Linked DNA regions of Mus musculus: all the other regions are linked to region 1. Evidence: chromatin contacts called from public HiChIP or PLAC-seq and promoter capture Hi-C data. All regions are on one chromosome and are shown on one strand. The core of a region is the stretch at or near the end of the contact, and the rest is flanking DNA. Distances in the headings are between cores, read along the strand shown. Region 1 has its middle 48 kb from the start of 1700014L14Rik. Region 2 has its middle 92 kb from the start of Gm39137. Region 3 holds the start of Csmd1 (CUB and Sushi multiple domains 1).

What was found. Promoter capture Hi-C pulls out the DNA fragments that hold promoters and counts their contacts. HiChIP or PLAC-seq counts read pairs in DNA pulled down with a chosen protein or histone mark.
Region 2: a contact with region 1 is called in an H3K27ac HiChIP or PLAC-seq map of stem cell-derived epiblast-like cells, with 12 times the contacts expected there. The contact joins two enhancer-like sites. A contact is called at or near these places in 2 of 115 datasets of contacts at active chromatin or transcription factors (epiblast stem cells and stem cell-derived epiblast-like cells).
Region 3: a promoter capture Hi-C map of stem cell-derived epiblast-like cells shows a contact between it and region 1, with 4 times the contacts expected there. The contact joins the promoter of Csmd1 here to the enhancer-like site in region 1. A contact is called at or near these places in 15 of 39 promoter capture datasets (the 3T3-L1 cell line, 3T3-L1-derived adipocytes, the C10 cell line and 9 more), 1 of 15 datasets of contacts at CTCF or cohesin (stem cell-derived epiblast-like cells), 1 of 484 Hi-C or Micro-C datasets (the HPC-7 cell line), 7 of 115 datasets of contacts at active chromatin or transcription factors (embryonic forebrain, embryonic stem cells, forebrain and 2 more) and 1 of 9 other capture datasets (embryonic stem cells).

The regions. Positions count from the first base shown.
Region 1 is chr8:18,379,904-18,384,537 of GRCm38.p6, reverse strand. No RefSeq gene overlaps it. Among named protein-coding and RNA genes, the nearest start is that of 1700014L14Rik, 48 kb to the right of the region's middle. Within about 2 kb of position 2,682, at least 11 of the 459 cell types and tissues checked have an H3K27ac peak or open chromatin away from gene starts, as enhancers often do. A contact at or near this core is called in neural tube and stem cell-derived epiblast-like cells, where this site is marked.
Region 2 is chr8:17,652,095-17,656,548 of GRCm38.p6, reverse strand. No RefSeq gene overlaps it. Among named protein-coding and RNA genes, the nearest start is that of Gm39137, 92 kb to the right of the region's middle. Within about 2 kb of position 2,583, at least 23 of the 459 cell types and tissues checked have an H3K27ac peak or open chromatin away from gene starts, as enhancers often do. A contact at or near this core is called in stem cell-derived epiblast-like cells, where this site is marked.
Region 3 is chr8:17,533,576-17,538,123 of GRCm38.p6, reverse strand. Csmd1 (CUB and Sushi multiple domains 1) reads left to right here and starts at 2,739. Exons shown (of 70, transcript NM_053171.2): 1 at 2,739-3,234. The coding sequence starts at 3,150.

The sequences.
Region 1 (4,634 bases), core at 1,433-3,932:
ATCTAATAACTTCACATAAAACTCTAGCAACTGTCAGGCTAAGGCAGATGATGGGCACTGAGAGGGGCCTTTTATGTACTAATATGATGTGTATAATATACATACTAACCGTAACTCTGTCACCATTGGGGATACTATGTGCAATGCGATCTATACTATCCATTTTCCTGCGGGTCTCAGATCAGGATGGTTAAAGAATATATCTCAAAAATAAACAACAAAAACAACAAAAAAAATTAAAAACCTTCATAAAGTTAGTGCCCAGGAGAAAATGAGGGATAAAATGTTTTCAGAAGGGAGCCTCTGAAACACTTGCAGAGGAGAAGAGAGTGGTCCAGAGGCAGTTCTATTCTGAGCTGTCTTAGAACACGTTATGGAGGCTTTCCTTCAAATCTATGCATGCACATAAAGGAGGCCTCACCAGCTGGAGGATGCTCAGAACCTGTAAGAGCATGAGCGAAGGAAGCCAGTGGAGAAAGGCATTTGACTCTAGCATAGACCCCCGAGAGCATCCTGCTGGTGGGCTCTTGCTGCTGTCACCACCCCATCCTGGTTTGCCTCAGGGAGAGCATGACTTCACTGGAAGCCAAAGGAGGAGACTCCTGTCAAAGGGCACCTCCAGCCTGGCAGAGAGGAAAGTTTCTTTCCAACACAATGGTACTATCTATCTATTGCTATTTATAATTTCAGAAGTGATTTATAGCTTCATTCATCTGAGAATCAAAAGTGGAATTCAATTAAATCAAAGACATTTGAATCTAATAAAACTCATTACTTTCCTTACGGAGCTACTGAACTGCATTCTTAGAGAATCCATTGTGCTTTGTGCCCACACGCCTGTATCAGAAACCCGAGTCTTCTCCCTCTCATACACCAATGTACCAAGCCTCAATGTTTTCTACATCCTATACATTGTTTCAGAGTGTGTGTATGTGTGTCTGTGTCTGTGTGTGTGTGTTTGTATTTTACTGTGAAGTACGCACATGTGCCTATACATGTGGAAACCTGTTGTTGGTGTCAGGTGTCTTCCTTGATGGCTTTCCACCTTCTTTTTTTTTTTTTTTCTTTTTTTTTTTAGGCAAGGTGTCTCATTGATCTTGTAATTTAGTTTATCTGTTAGCTACACTGTCTGGCCAATGAAATGAACACAAGTGTTCACCCCTCCTTTATTCCCCACCCTCATTTTCCCAGTGCTGGCATTTTAGACATATCCCAGCATGCTTGGCTACCATGGATGCTGGGATCTGAACTCCAGTCTTTGCGTGTATGGAGGAGGAACCTTACAGTTAAGCTGCCTCTGCAGTTCGTCTTTCTGAGACTGCTACTCTGTTAAGAGTCTGCAGCTCTTCCTTACCTTTTGGACCACAGTTTGCCTCTAGTTCTGCATCCTAGTCCTTTCCCACCAAGACATCTACATAAGTCACCTCCTTCACCAAGGGCATGCATTATGTTTATAAAAAAGAAAAGGAGCCAGGGATATGTTCGATAGAGGCACAGTATGGTGTGGGGGAAGGGGGTGCCTCTGTGGCCCCATGCTGGGGCATCCCTTCCCCCTTAGGTACCAACCTATACTATACTATACTATACTATACTATACTATACTATACTATACTATTCTATAGTCTAGAATAGAATCTATTTAGGGTATGGGAGGGAAGTTGAGGGGGTAGTAGAGACAGAGAAAGGCAGGGGGAAGAGAGGAGAGAGAGGGAGGGAGAGAGAGAAGAGAAGAGAAGAGAAGAGAAGAGAAGAGAAGAGAAGAGAAGAGAAGAGAAGAGAAGAGAAGAGAAGAGAAGAGAAGAGAAGAGAAGAGAAGAGAAGAGAAGAGAGAAGGGAAGGGAAGGGAAGGGAAGGGAAGGGAAGGGAAGGGAAGGGAAGGGAAGGGAAGGGAAGGGAAGGGAAGGGAAGGGAAGGGAATGGGGAGAGAGGGCACAAAGGGGATAAGAGAGCAAGGGAGCAAGAGAGTGAGGAGGGGGCAAGCAGCAACTTTTATAGTGAGTCATGTATACCTGGCTGTTGCCAAGTAGCATCGGGGGCAGAGCCTAGAAGAAATGCTAACGTCATGAGGGTGGTGAACAACTGGAATACAAACTTTAGATCTAGGCAGCAGGGGCTCCTCACTATCTGCCAGTAAAATCTGACCCATAATCTAATTCCAGTTAAGGTTGCCATCTCTGAGGTTGTGGACCAGGGAGCAGAGAGAGGATAAAGGCAGCATTCCATCGAAGAGAGCTCCCGGATCCCCACCTGCCTCCAGCCATCAGAGCCTCTGGGGTTTCAGGAGTGTGGAGTAACTGCCAGGTTGCCTTGTGCTTTATGGGAGTCTTAATGCCAAAGGGACACTCTCCCTGTGAAGACTGGAATCTGCTTGATAGGAGCACTGGCTGGCCACTCAGCTGGCTAGGCACTCATTCATTACACATTATTGTGTTAAGGGAAGTCCATTTGGGACCAGCCAGTCTTGTTTTAAAGCTATTCTTGATGTGAGGCCAAACGGTTTCATTGAACAAGCTTTTATCCTAAGGAAGATATACTGGTTCAGGGTGTCTTGACTCTTTCAAAGGAACAATGACGTCACCCCGGGGGCCTCTGCTGTTTTAGCAAACCCAGCACTTCTAATAGAGATTTCCCCCAGCAAAGCCTTCTGTTAGACACCTGATTTGCATTTTAGAGCAATCTTCCCTTTGATTACCAGCTTGGGCTGAGAGGAAGAAGAGAGGACTAAAGAATGTGTGAATCACCCTTCCCAGTGTGATGCCTTAATGAAGCTAGATGCCTCCCTGCTCCCATCCTGTTTGATTGAACCCATGGCTGCAGGATTGAGATTTATGGTTCAGGAATGAAGTGGAAAGCTTTTCCTAAGCACAGGGCAAAATGCTGAAACCAAACCCTTCCCACTGAATAGCCTGTTACTCTCTTGTTTAGGTGACATCCACAGACAAGCAACAAATCCCTTCAGGAGTAGGACGCTTGGTTCCAGATTTCAATTTGTAGAAAGACTGTTGAAGTATAAAACAAAGCATACTAGTAACCGGCCCACGGGGGAAACCTGAAACTCAATGAAATACAGGAAAACACTGCTGTTATTTCCAGAAGACTGTTTCTGGAGCAAGAGATAGTCTCCGTAGGAATAGGCAACAGTAATGCCTTGTAATTGGGTAGCTTCGCCAGCCTATTCTAATTGACAGGAGATGCCTGGTAACAGCTTCCAGGTAACCTCACTGAGTCTCATCTCAGTTTGCAGGTGCTGGCTTCCTAAAGCTATTGTTTAAGTGGCCCAGGAGGAGTTCCACACCCTTGAGTAATTTCAACATTGTGGTTAGGGATTTGTGCTATTTGAAGGTATTATAACAAAATACTCAAAGCTTGGGCTTGTTAAGGGAACTCGGGATTGAAACTAGTTATGCTGTATTGGCTTTATTAGAAGGCAGAACTCTTTTGTTACCCCTGGAACAGTGACCCCTGGGTATGGTAGTCAGGGAGAGGTGCAGCTCTTGTAGGTTAATATTTGGGCCTGGATACAGGATCTCCTCCAAGAGCCCTAATATCTGGTGTTGGTCTTTGGGCTGGGCTAGGACATCCTTGGAGGTGTTTGTAATTTCTGTTTCTGTGTCCTTTTTCCTTTTCACATCTCCCCCCACCCCCTTGGCGCAGGTTCTTCTAGCAAGAGGAGAAGGGGAAGGAGGATGGGGGAGGATTGTGGGAAGAAGTGATTGGGAGGCGGGCTGTGAACAGATGTAAAGTGAATAGGTAAGAAATAAAATAAAATAAAACAAAGATTTTCTGCATCATGTGAAGGATCCTTAAAAAAGAACCATCTCCAGTGCTTGGTAAATGCTGAAGATGGGTCACAAAGCTGTGAATGTTTGGAGGGAAAGGAAGAGGACTTGGGAAAGGTAGAGATGAGAGCTAAGGGCCGAGCTTTGGCTGAGTATGTACATCTTTGGATGTGGGATCACAATGCCCTTTGGCAACTTTCTCACTTTCCCTCTTTCCCTTTCTTCTCAGGAGCATCTACTTTTGTATGCCTCAAGGCTTGGCTGTGTAAGATGGAGAATCACACATTGTTGATGCTTGGAGTCTGGCACTTCACATCCTATGACCTGAATCTGCTTTCCAATGGGCCGAGAGCTTGGTGTGCCAATGGAGACTGAGTGAGAATATTTGGGGTAAATAGTTGTCCTTTTTCATATTTTCGACACCCCAAGTGAAGCTCAAAGTCCCCCCTATCAGTTCATACGGTTATCCAACTCACAGTGATATTTCAGCCTGCTTGAGAAGTACATTCAATTAGCAAAATATACACAAAGGAGTGCCTATAACTCTAGACTGCAGTACTATCATCTTTTAGTATGGATAATCCTGGAGGCCTCAGTCTTATTTCTCATAATGAAATTCACTTTTGCACCGAGGTTCTAGAGCCTCCTGAGATAAAACTCCATGGCTCCCCAAATAATTGGCTAATTCTGTTGGGTCACAGGATATGTAGGTGGTAATTATATCAGATTTGCTCAAATGCCCAAAACAATACAAAAACCTTCCCCAAATCCCCCCTCCCAAATAAACAAACAAACCCATATAATAAAGGATTATGAAAGAAATTAATTCCTTCCTTCCTTGCTGTGTTCATTTTG
Region 2 (4,454 bases), core at 1,334-3,833, 730 kb after region 1:
TGATGTGTGTGTACTTATTGTAGGAGGGATACATGGGTATTATACACATAAATTTGAATTACTGTATTAATTTGAATTAATTGTATGCAGCTTACTTCTTGATTTTGAAAAATGATTACTCAAATTATTTTAAAAAAACAGTATATTTGCTTTTTTTGTTGCTAAATGGCTTGAATTTCCTATTAACTTTGCATATCAACACTATATTGATGTATAGTTTGCAAGTATTGGCTCTCCCTCTCTGAGTTGTCTTTTTATTTTGATGTTAGGATCATAAAATCACAGTACTGGTTTTATATTGAAAGGAAATGAATATGCCTATCAAGAAGATGCAAGTCCTGACATATTGAATGCCATATTCAGAATAGCCAAGGTTTGGAATCAAAATAGGTATCCATCTGTTCGTGGCTGTATGAAGAAAACATGATGGACATATACATACCAGGGTAGTATCTGACCATAAAAATGCAATCCTTTTATAGAGAGCAATGTGAATGATCCCAGATAATGTTCTATGAGGCTGCTTAAGCCAGACAAGAAAGACAGGTACCACATGACCTTGGTTGGACTTGGCATCCAAATAAATGCTGTTCTTTATGAGGCCCTGAGAAAACTGGTGGTCACTAGAAAACTGCAGGCTTAGCAGGGGAAGGAGATGTCAGAGAAGTATTAAGCAGAATTTCAATAGCAGGAATGTTAAAATAGTGCCTCAGAGAAGCATGGACTTGACAGAGAGTAGATAGGAGTGAGTATCTGGAGAAGGGAAGGGAAGGGAATGTTTAGCATGGCAGATTTTGGAGTTTCAATTTAGAGACATAAAAATGTTCAAATACCCTTGTGGTGACAGCCACACCACTCCTTCAGTATGTTGAGAACACTTGAATCATACACTTTAAATAGGTCAACAGTGGGATGGGAAAGTTACACCTCAATAAAGACACTTTTACTTAAAGCCGAGTGGATAAGTTTGTATTGGAAATTCAGCTTGTCTGCACACTGTAGATGTGTGCTCCTTAAGACCAACCCTACTTCACAGCCCCCACCCCAGCTATGCTTGGAGACTTTAAGTTAAAGGAAAAAATACCTTTGTGTATGCCTTAATTACAGTGTTGATAAAGCTAAAAGTCAGTTCAGAATTAAATTACTTCTTTCTCTTTTGGTGGTAAAGAAAATCTATTCTGCTCCAAACATGATCCCATACTTTATCAAAACCAGGCATTTATGACTAAATGGTACTGTGTTAATTATGTTTATATAATGTAGAAATAATTTATTATTTATTTTGAAATTATAAAAATGTTTATAGAGTTTGGTCTGTATAGAGTTCTGAATTATTTATGGTCATGTTTTATATCTAGTATTTAATAATTTTATTCATATATCTCACCAATTTATAGATATATTGATTAAATATTTTTTGTTTTAAAAGATTGCAAATAGATTTTTTATACAGTATATTCTGATTATGGTTTGCCCTCCACATTCTCCTCCCAGGTCTTCTCTACCTTCCCTGCCATCAAGATGCACACACATTCTTTCTCTCTCTGGGAAGCCTGCTGCTCTCTGAACGGAAATGATGGGGCAATGGTTCTTCAGGAGAGAGAAAGTAGGGGGCCATGGGGTGGGTGGAGGGAAGGGAATCTGAGGTTGGATGGATAGTATGAGAGAAGAATAAATCAAAAGAAAAAATGAAAACCGGCACCTAAGGAATAACAACAAAATAATATAAAAAAAAACCAACCAAACCTGAATAGAAATAAATATCCAAACAAGAAAAAAAAAAAAAAGAGTCCACGAGAAAGCACAAGATACACATGAGATGCAGAGATATAAGTTTGCAAACACATGAATCATATACATACACATATATATATATATATATATATATATATGTATAAAGTACCTATAATGTTAAAAGTAAACAAACAAACAAACAAACACACTTCTGACTTCACATAATAAACCAAAGAACCTCCAAAGATGACATCTATGGTGGTTCATTTTCTATGGACCATCTGCTTGTATAGGCTAATGCTAGCCCTATGCATGATGCCATACTCTACATATGTGCATATGTATTGTTCCTGCTGTGCTCAGAAGGCTTTGATTTCTTCGTGCCTTCCATCTCCTCTGGCTCTTAAACTATTTCCACCTCCTCCTCTACAGGGTTCCCTGAGCACAAAGGGGAAGGATCGATGGATACAATCTTTTTGGAGGGAAATGTTTGAATGTCAGTCATTCTGCATATCATCTGGCTGTGATTCTATGTATTTGTTCTTATCTGCTACAGGAGAAAGCATGTCTGATGATGGCTAAGCAAGGCACAGGTCTGTTTCCCAGGTCAACAGGGCAAGCAGTTTTTGAAAGCACTCTTGTCTACTGTAGTGTGGTGGAGCATGATGCTGACAGGTCTTACTCTTCTCTCACATTCCACTTTTTTTTTTATCAAGAAAACAAAACAAAAAAAAACCTGTTAGATTACATTCCTAAAGCTAGCCACCAAGGTCTCTTCCCTTATTTGGCCACTTCCTCCTCCTGAGGCTGACTGCCAAGGTCCAGCTGTGAAAGGATTAAAGTCCAGCAATCAAAAGTCCCCTTTGGCTCACCTAATTAACATGCCCAATCAAAACAAACGAGCTCATCCTGACACCGGTCTCCCCTTGTACCTTTATAAACTGCCCTTTTTCTATGTTGCCATGTCTTTGTCCTCTTTATCTAGAGAAAGCCCTTCTCCTACTCTGGGACAAATTATCCCTGGTCCCTCTCCCTTGTTCCCTTACTCCCCTCCCCCGTCCTTTATCTCCTGTCTCTTATTTCCTATCTTCTGTCCCTCTGGGGTAAATAAATCTTTGTGTTGAGAACTTGGCCTTGGGGGATCCTGAACCCATACTTTTCCTTTCAGTTTCCCACAATGCTTTGTTTTCGAGTAGATGCAGATAAATATAATTGAGGCAAGTTCACAAATAAGTGGGATATTTTTGTGAAAAAAATACTGCAATGCCATTTCTGTCTTAGGAATTACTTGCATGTTTCTCAAGTTACCATCTTCAGAGCTGCAAGCAAACTGGGGAACTTTTGAGCTTATCTTTTGCCTTTTTCAGAGCTGGAGGTTCCCTTATGGAAAATGGGAGATCTGAAGACGATGGTAAACCAGGGTGTTTGCGAGTAGGACATTGTAAAGCAGGTTTCCGCACAAATGCCCAGGAGAATGTGACATTTGCAGATGAGATTAAATCCAGACACTACACAAGCCTGAAAAATATGGTCTTTTCATACCCCTAAGTTTGCAATTCTGGAAAAAAAAAATCAAAACATAATCAGAGCTTCTCAGTGATAGAATGCAGGTTAGACAGTGCCCCTTAAGTCTACTGCCCCTGCGTTTTAAGACACCTGACCTCAGAGGCTTGGGCTGACTCCTCCATGTCTCCAAGGCCACAATAGCTAGAGGCTTTAATGTTATCAGACAATTCTAACTGGGCTTACACAGCCCTCCCCTGTCTCACTATCCCATCCCCTGGCATTACTGCTTATGAGCATCCATCCCTCAGTGCTTGACAACTGAGATGTGGCAAAGCCTAGCAGGTAAATAACCACAGATGCACTGCAGGTTGAGCACCAGCATTCTTAGAGAGCACTTGGCCCCAGAAACGCACTCTGTAGAGCACAGGTAAATGTCCTGACATCCTGTCAGCACTCAGTCACTCAAGAAGTCCTCTGGAAAGCTGATAGCTCAAGTTCTAATATCTCAGTTGCCTTTTAAACAATAACACAACCATTACAATTATTTCTTTTTTGTTATTTTTTAAAAATGTATAATATATTTTGATTATATTCCTATCCCCAACTCTGTCTAGATCCTCCCCAGCCCTCTACTTACCCAACCTCCTATTCTTTCTCTCTCTCTCACCAAGAAAGCGACAAAAATAAAAATAAAAACAATGTACCACTCAGTTTTAGAAACAGTGCTAGAAACACACATCAAAGCAGTTTATATCTGGATCACTAAACATAACGGGTATGCAGTGTCTCACCTTGGACATTTATCTCAGTGATTACACACTAATATGATTGAGTCTTTTCACTGAAGTCTCCTAAGTAAGAAAGTCAGGGTATTTTGAGCTTCGTCATTACAGTTTATTTTTAAGTATGGGATTAGTTCTGATGTGTCTCACATCCACCATAATGGTTTATTTGGATATTGAAAAATTTAGAAAACTTGAAAAAACTTCATTATTTTCATATTGGCCTATGGGCCCATGCAAGCATTATGCATTGACTTAGTATCAACTGAGTACTATTCTAACATCAGATTTCACATATAAATCTCACATGCGCGCGCGCGCGCACACACACACACACACACACACACACACACACACACACACGAGCTCATGTTCGCTGGGGCCTCCATTACTGCTGGAAATGACTATGATCCATGAGGTCTAATCTCTCCT
Region 3 (4,548 bases), core at 1,490-3,989, 850 kb after region 1:
CTTATCCAGGTTGTGGAGGCCGAAGAGTGCTCTGCAGAGACTGAGAAAGATGTCCACACCCATGCAGTGGCACAAACCTTCCAGTCACTGCAAAGAGGCCCCGCAGCATTTCTAGGGGTGAAATCTCACTGTCCCTCACTGAGATTACCTTGTAACAATTCTAAATTAGGGCCTTCTCAGATCTGAGGGAAATTACGCCCTCATATCAAATCAGAGACCCAAAGAGGGGAGACCCTCTAGGATGCTATCAATGTTCTTTGTCTATGGCATAGGGATATGAAGGTATACTCGGCAAAATCTTCCAAGAAGGTAGGTGACCGGAGTGGAAGATGAAAAAGAGATGGGATTATGGCTTTCCTAAAAGAAAAGCAGAGCACTAGATGGCAGCAGAGCCCCATGGTTTCCTTCTGGGCTGTGAAGTGCCTGAGATCCTAGGTGGGGGAGATTCCCAATATTATCACATTCCTCCAAAATGAGCTATTCTTCCTGGACAGTCTTATGCCTTGGGCTCACAATCAAGTTGCAATCTGACAAGGTCGTTCTAACTTCCAGACTCAGGATCTTTCTTCCTTTCTAATCTGAAACAAAGTGATTGTCATTTTTTTGACTGTTGTTGCTCTACAATTTTACTCAAATAGATAATTTGCAACAAAAGCATCCCCCCAAAAAGTGTTTTAATTATTGTTGTTTTGAGACAAGGCCTCCCTGTGTAGCTCTGGCTAGCCTGAAACTCTCTTCCTAGACCAGGCTGGGCTTGAACTTGAGGTGATGGCCCCGTCTGTCTCCTGAGTGCTGTCTCTACCGGTCTGTATCACCCTGGATCTGAAAGAAAAAGGGTCTTTAAGCCTGTGGCCATGAAGGAGCCACTCAATCTTGAGTTGTCAAAGTGCCACCATTCTGTGCAAAGCAAAGGTGTTTGACATCTCAGGTGACACTGAACATTCTTGATTCGGACCCTAATAACATGGCTCCATCTGGGAGCCCCCCCCCACACCCCCCCTCCCCCCGACAAAGAAGTGAGATTTGGAAATGGTTTTTAATGGCAGAAATCCTTCTTGGTGACATGAGTCATTAGGAGTGGCATTCAGAAGACAGGACACCGTTTCTCATGGAGGTCTTCAGCTATGCTGCTTCTGTAGATCAATGGGTCCTAAGGAGGAGCAGCGGATGAGCTATCGGATCTCCTAATAGGTCTTGTTGTTGTTGTTCACTTGCTGGAGTGTAAATAACACCTGGGGGAATGACTTAAAATCACACTGTAGGTGACCCCTTCCACTCCCTGTCACACTGAAGCACACAGGGCATCATTCTCAATCCATTGCTTTAGAGAGATAGCCTGGAATTTTCTCCCCTAGGGATAAGGGAAGAGCAATGGGAGGATACTTTCAAACAAACAAAACAAAAAAACTTCAGATCAGTTCCAAGAGAGCCTGGGGGAAACCTGCAGGAGAACAGAGCCCAGGGTTTTTTTTTTTTTTTTTTTTTTCTGGGGAGCTCCAATCTCCAGGAGAAGGATTCTAGGCTGGATAAAGTCTCTGGTTACTCTTGGAAGGTAAGGTACAGCCGGTGACTCTACATTTTTGGAGTCACTCTCATGCCCTCACGTCATCCGTGGGCTTCAGGGAGCAAGAAAGCTCTAGAACACTAAACTTGAGTGGCACACCGTGACTCTGCCCCTAACAGTGGGCACAATGCTGGTGCGATGATGTGGCCATCAGCCTGCCTCCACACACCATCCTCATTCCTTGGTGTGAACAACTCACAGTCAGCATGGGATGAATGTTCCCATGCTGGGGGCCTGAGATGTCCATCCCTGGCCCCTTCCATCCTATCCTCTAGAACTCCCGAATCCTTTCTAAGAATGGAGCATCTGTGAACTCTAGCCTTCACCTGGTTTGGATTTTTTCAATTAACCTACAGCCTTTTTCTAGTAGTTTACTCTGTGTGCACTCACTGGCTGCAGTAGACCTGCTTTTAGGAACTTCCTTCTGATCCCTCTTGCAGGAATGCTGGATGTGATGCTGGGGTTCACTACACTTTTGTCAATTCTCCTGCTCTCACAACCAGAACAGGGTGGCAGCCCAGTTGGGTTGTTTAGATTCATTTTGTTTCCCACATAGAGCTGGGCTTGCAATGAGGGTAACACTAACAGGACTAAACAGGAGCAGAACAGGAACCTGTCAGAGGCTCATCATAGTTGCAGACAGTCACCTTTTCAAAGGTAATTTATAATTTCTTTTAAAAGCACCATTTTGCTCCCAGTTTCAGTCACAGCTGGGCCCATTCTCTTCCCCCACCTGCATTTCTTTCCTAACTTAGGCAGAGGTCTTCTTCTGGTCAGTAGAGAAAGAGAAGGATGGAGGCTGGCCTCTGCCTGCCCCCACAGAGCCCTCGGGCTCGCTCGCGTGGCCAATTGTATGGTTTTTCCCCGGTGCGCAGCGTGGGCTTCTCCCACTTGAGCGCCCAACAAGTCTCCGTGCTCCAGCCTGCGCGCAGCCGCGCCAGAGACTGAACGCTGCGCTGCCTGCGGGAGCACTAGCAGGGGCCTGAAAGCCCGAGGCCAGGCTGAGTCCCGGACTGCGCGGTGCCAGCCTCCTTCCCCTCTCGGTGGGTAGGATGGTTGAGTCCAGCCACCACGGCAGCGGCTCCTTGCGCCTCTAGCAGCCTGTCTTCGGCGCTCGCTCCCCGCCTTCCTCCCGCTCCAGCCCTGCTCCCCCCTCCCCCCGCGCCCCTCCCGCACCTCCCACTCGCTGGCTCTCTCTCCAGCTGCCTCCGCTCCAGGTTGCTCCCGGTTGCGCGCGCTCCTCTCCCGCCTCGCCCCCTCCCGCAGCCTCGCCGCCTTGGTGCCTTCCTGCCCGGCTCGGCCGGCGCTCGTCCCCGGCCCCGGCAGCCCCGGGGCTGCGCTCGCTCAGAGCATCTTCAGCCCCGCAGTGGCTCGGACCCGATGCTACGGGAGCGGAGCGAGCCGGGCGCGCAGAGCTGCGGGAGGCGTCAGATGCGCGGCCGGGCTGGGGACCCGGAGCTCTTGCCAGCTCGCCTTGCCCTTTGGTGATTACCGGACTCTGTTTAGAGCCCGGTTGTTCCTCGGAGGAGACCGGCGCATCCGAGAGGAGCCATCCGTGTCGTGTGCGTGTGGAATATCTGCAGACATGACTGCGTGGAGGAAATTCAAGTCGCTGCTCCTGCCTCTGGTGCTGGCGGTTCTGTGCGCGGGGCTCCTCACTGCAGCTAAGGGTAAGACAGGCTAGCTCGGTACCGGGGAGACGGCCGAACCCTCGGAGGCCCGGTTTGCGAACGCGAGTGTCTGATCTGAGGATTGTAAGGGACCAAGCGGCAGGCACCGACCGGGTGGCTGTCCACCAGCGACGCTAGGGAACGCAGCGCCCGATACCGAGCTTCCATCGCGTTCTTCCCACCCCTCATCTGCCCCCGCCCCACCCCCGCCCTTCCTTCCCCCTCACTTGGGCTTAAACGACATTTCTCTCTGTGCTGTGTACTGTGGGTTGTCAAGGAGAAGAGAGCCCGACACGAGTTGGGCAGAGAACTGCGCCTTGGCTCCTGGCGCTTGGTGGGCTTGGCGGGTCGCAGGCTGGGGTAGTTCCCACGACTTCTCCCCGGACCCAGCGCACCTGGGAAACATACTGGGCACCGTCAGCCTGGCAAGTTCAAGCTCGCCGGGCTCCTGTGCCATCAGAGAGAGCTCCTAGCTGAGTGGTGTTCCCATAGCCTTACACCTCCTCTCACCCCATTCCTATGCTTCCCCTCCAAGGTACTCAAACTAGCTGTCTCTGGGATGTCGCCTCCTCTTTCCTTCCCTGGACTTTGCTTTTTTGCAAGTTGTGATATCTGGCAAGGTGGGTGAAGCCAGTGGGGAGTTCTGGTCAGGTTTCCCTAGCAGATCAATTCTCTGTGGGTGCAGAGGCAACCCCTGTCAAAGTCTGATCAACCAAAGGAAAGGGCTATTTCTGTATGGTTCCTGGGGCTTTTTTGTCTCAGAGAATTTGGCTTTCTCCTTGAAAGGAGTTAGGGGATGTTTTCTCCTAAGTCTCTACAAGCTGCAACCTTCGGGCTGGTAACAGCTCCTGTGCGCTAGGTTTAGTCTATGGGAAGGAGGAGGAAAGAGAGGAGGAAGGGGGGAGAAGGAGAGAGAGAGAGAGGGAGAGAGAGAGAGAGAGAGAGAGAGAGAGAGAGAGAGAGAGAGAGAGAGAGAGAGAGAGAGGATTGATTTCACATTGGCAAGTACCTGCTCCCATTTCTTCACTCTCTCATATGCTCCTGGTGCTACTGGGTGTCAGGTTCCCAGTTTCCTTCCTCACACTACTGGGCAAATCTGTATCTGTATCTTTATAGACAGACTGCTTTTCTTTTTAAAGGATGGAACCAAGTCTTACGACTTTTTCCCCCCTTTTGAATCATTTGTCCCCTCTTTTCCTCAGAAGAAATTTCCCTTTCCTCTCTAAGACTACCCCAGCTGCTATTCCCCTAGTGGTTCAAATTCAAGGGTGATTAAGAAGCCACAGAGGACTCTGTGATCTCCATCCAACTCCA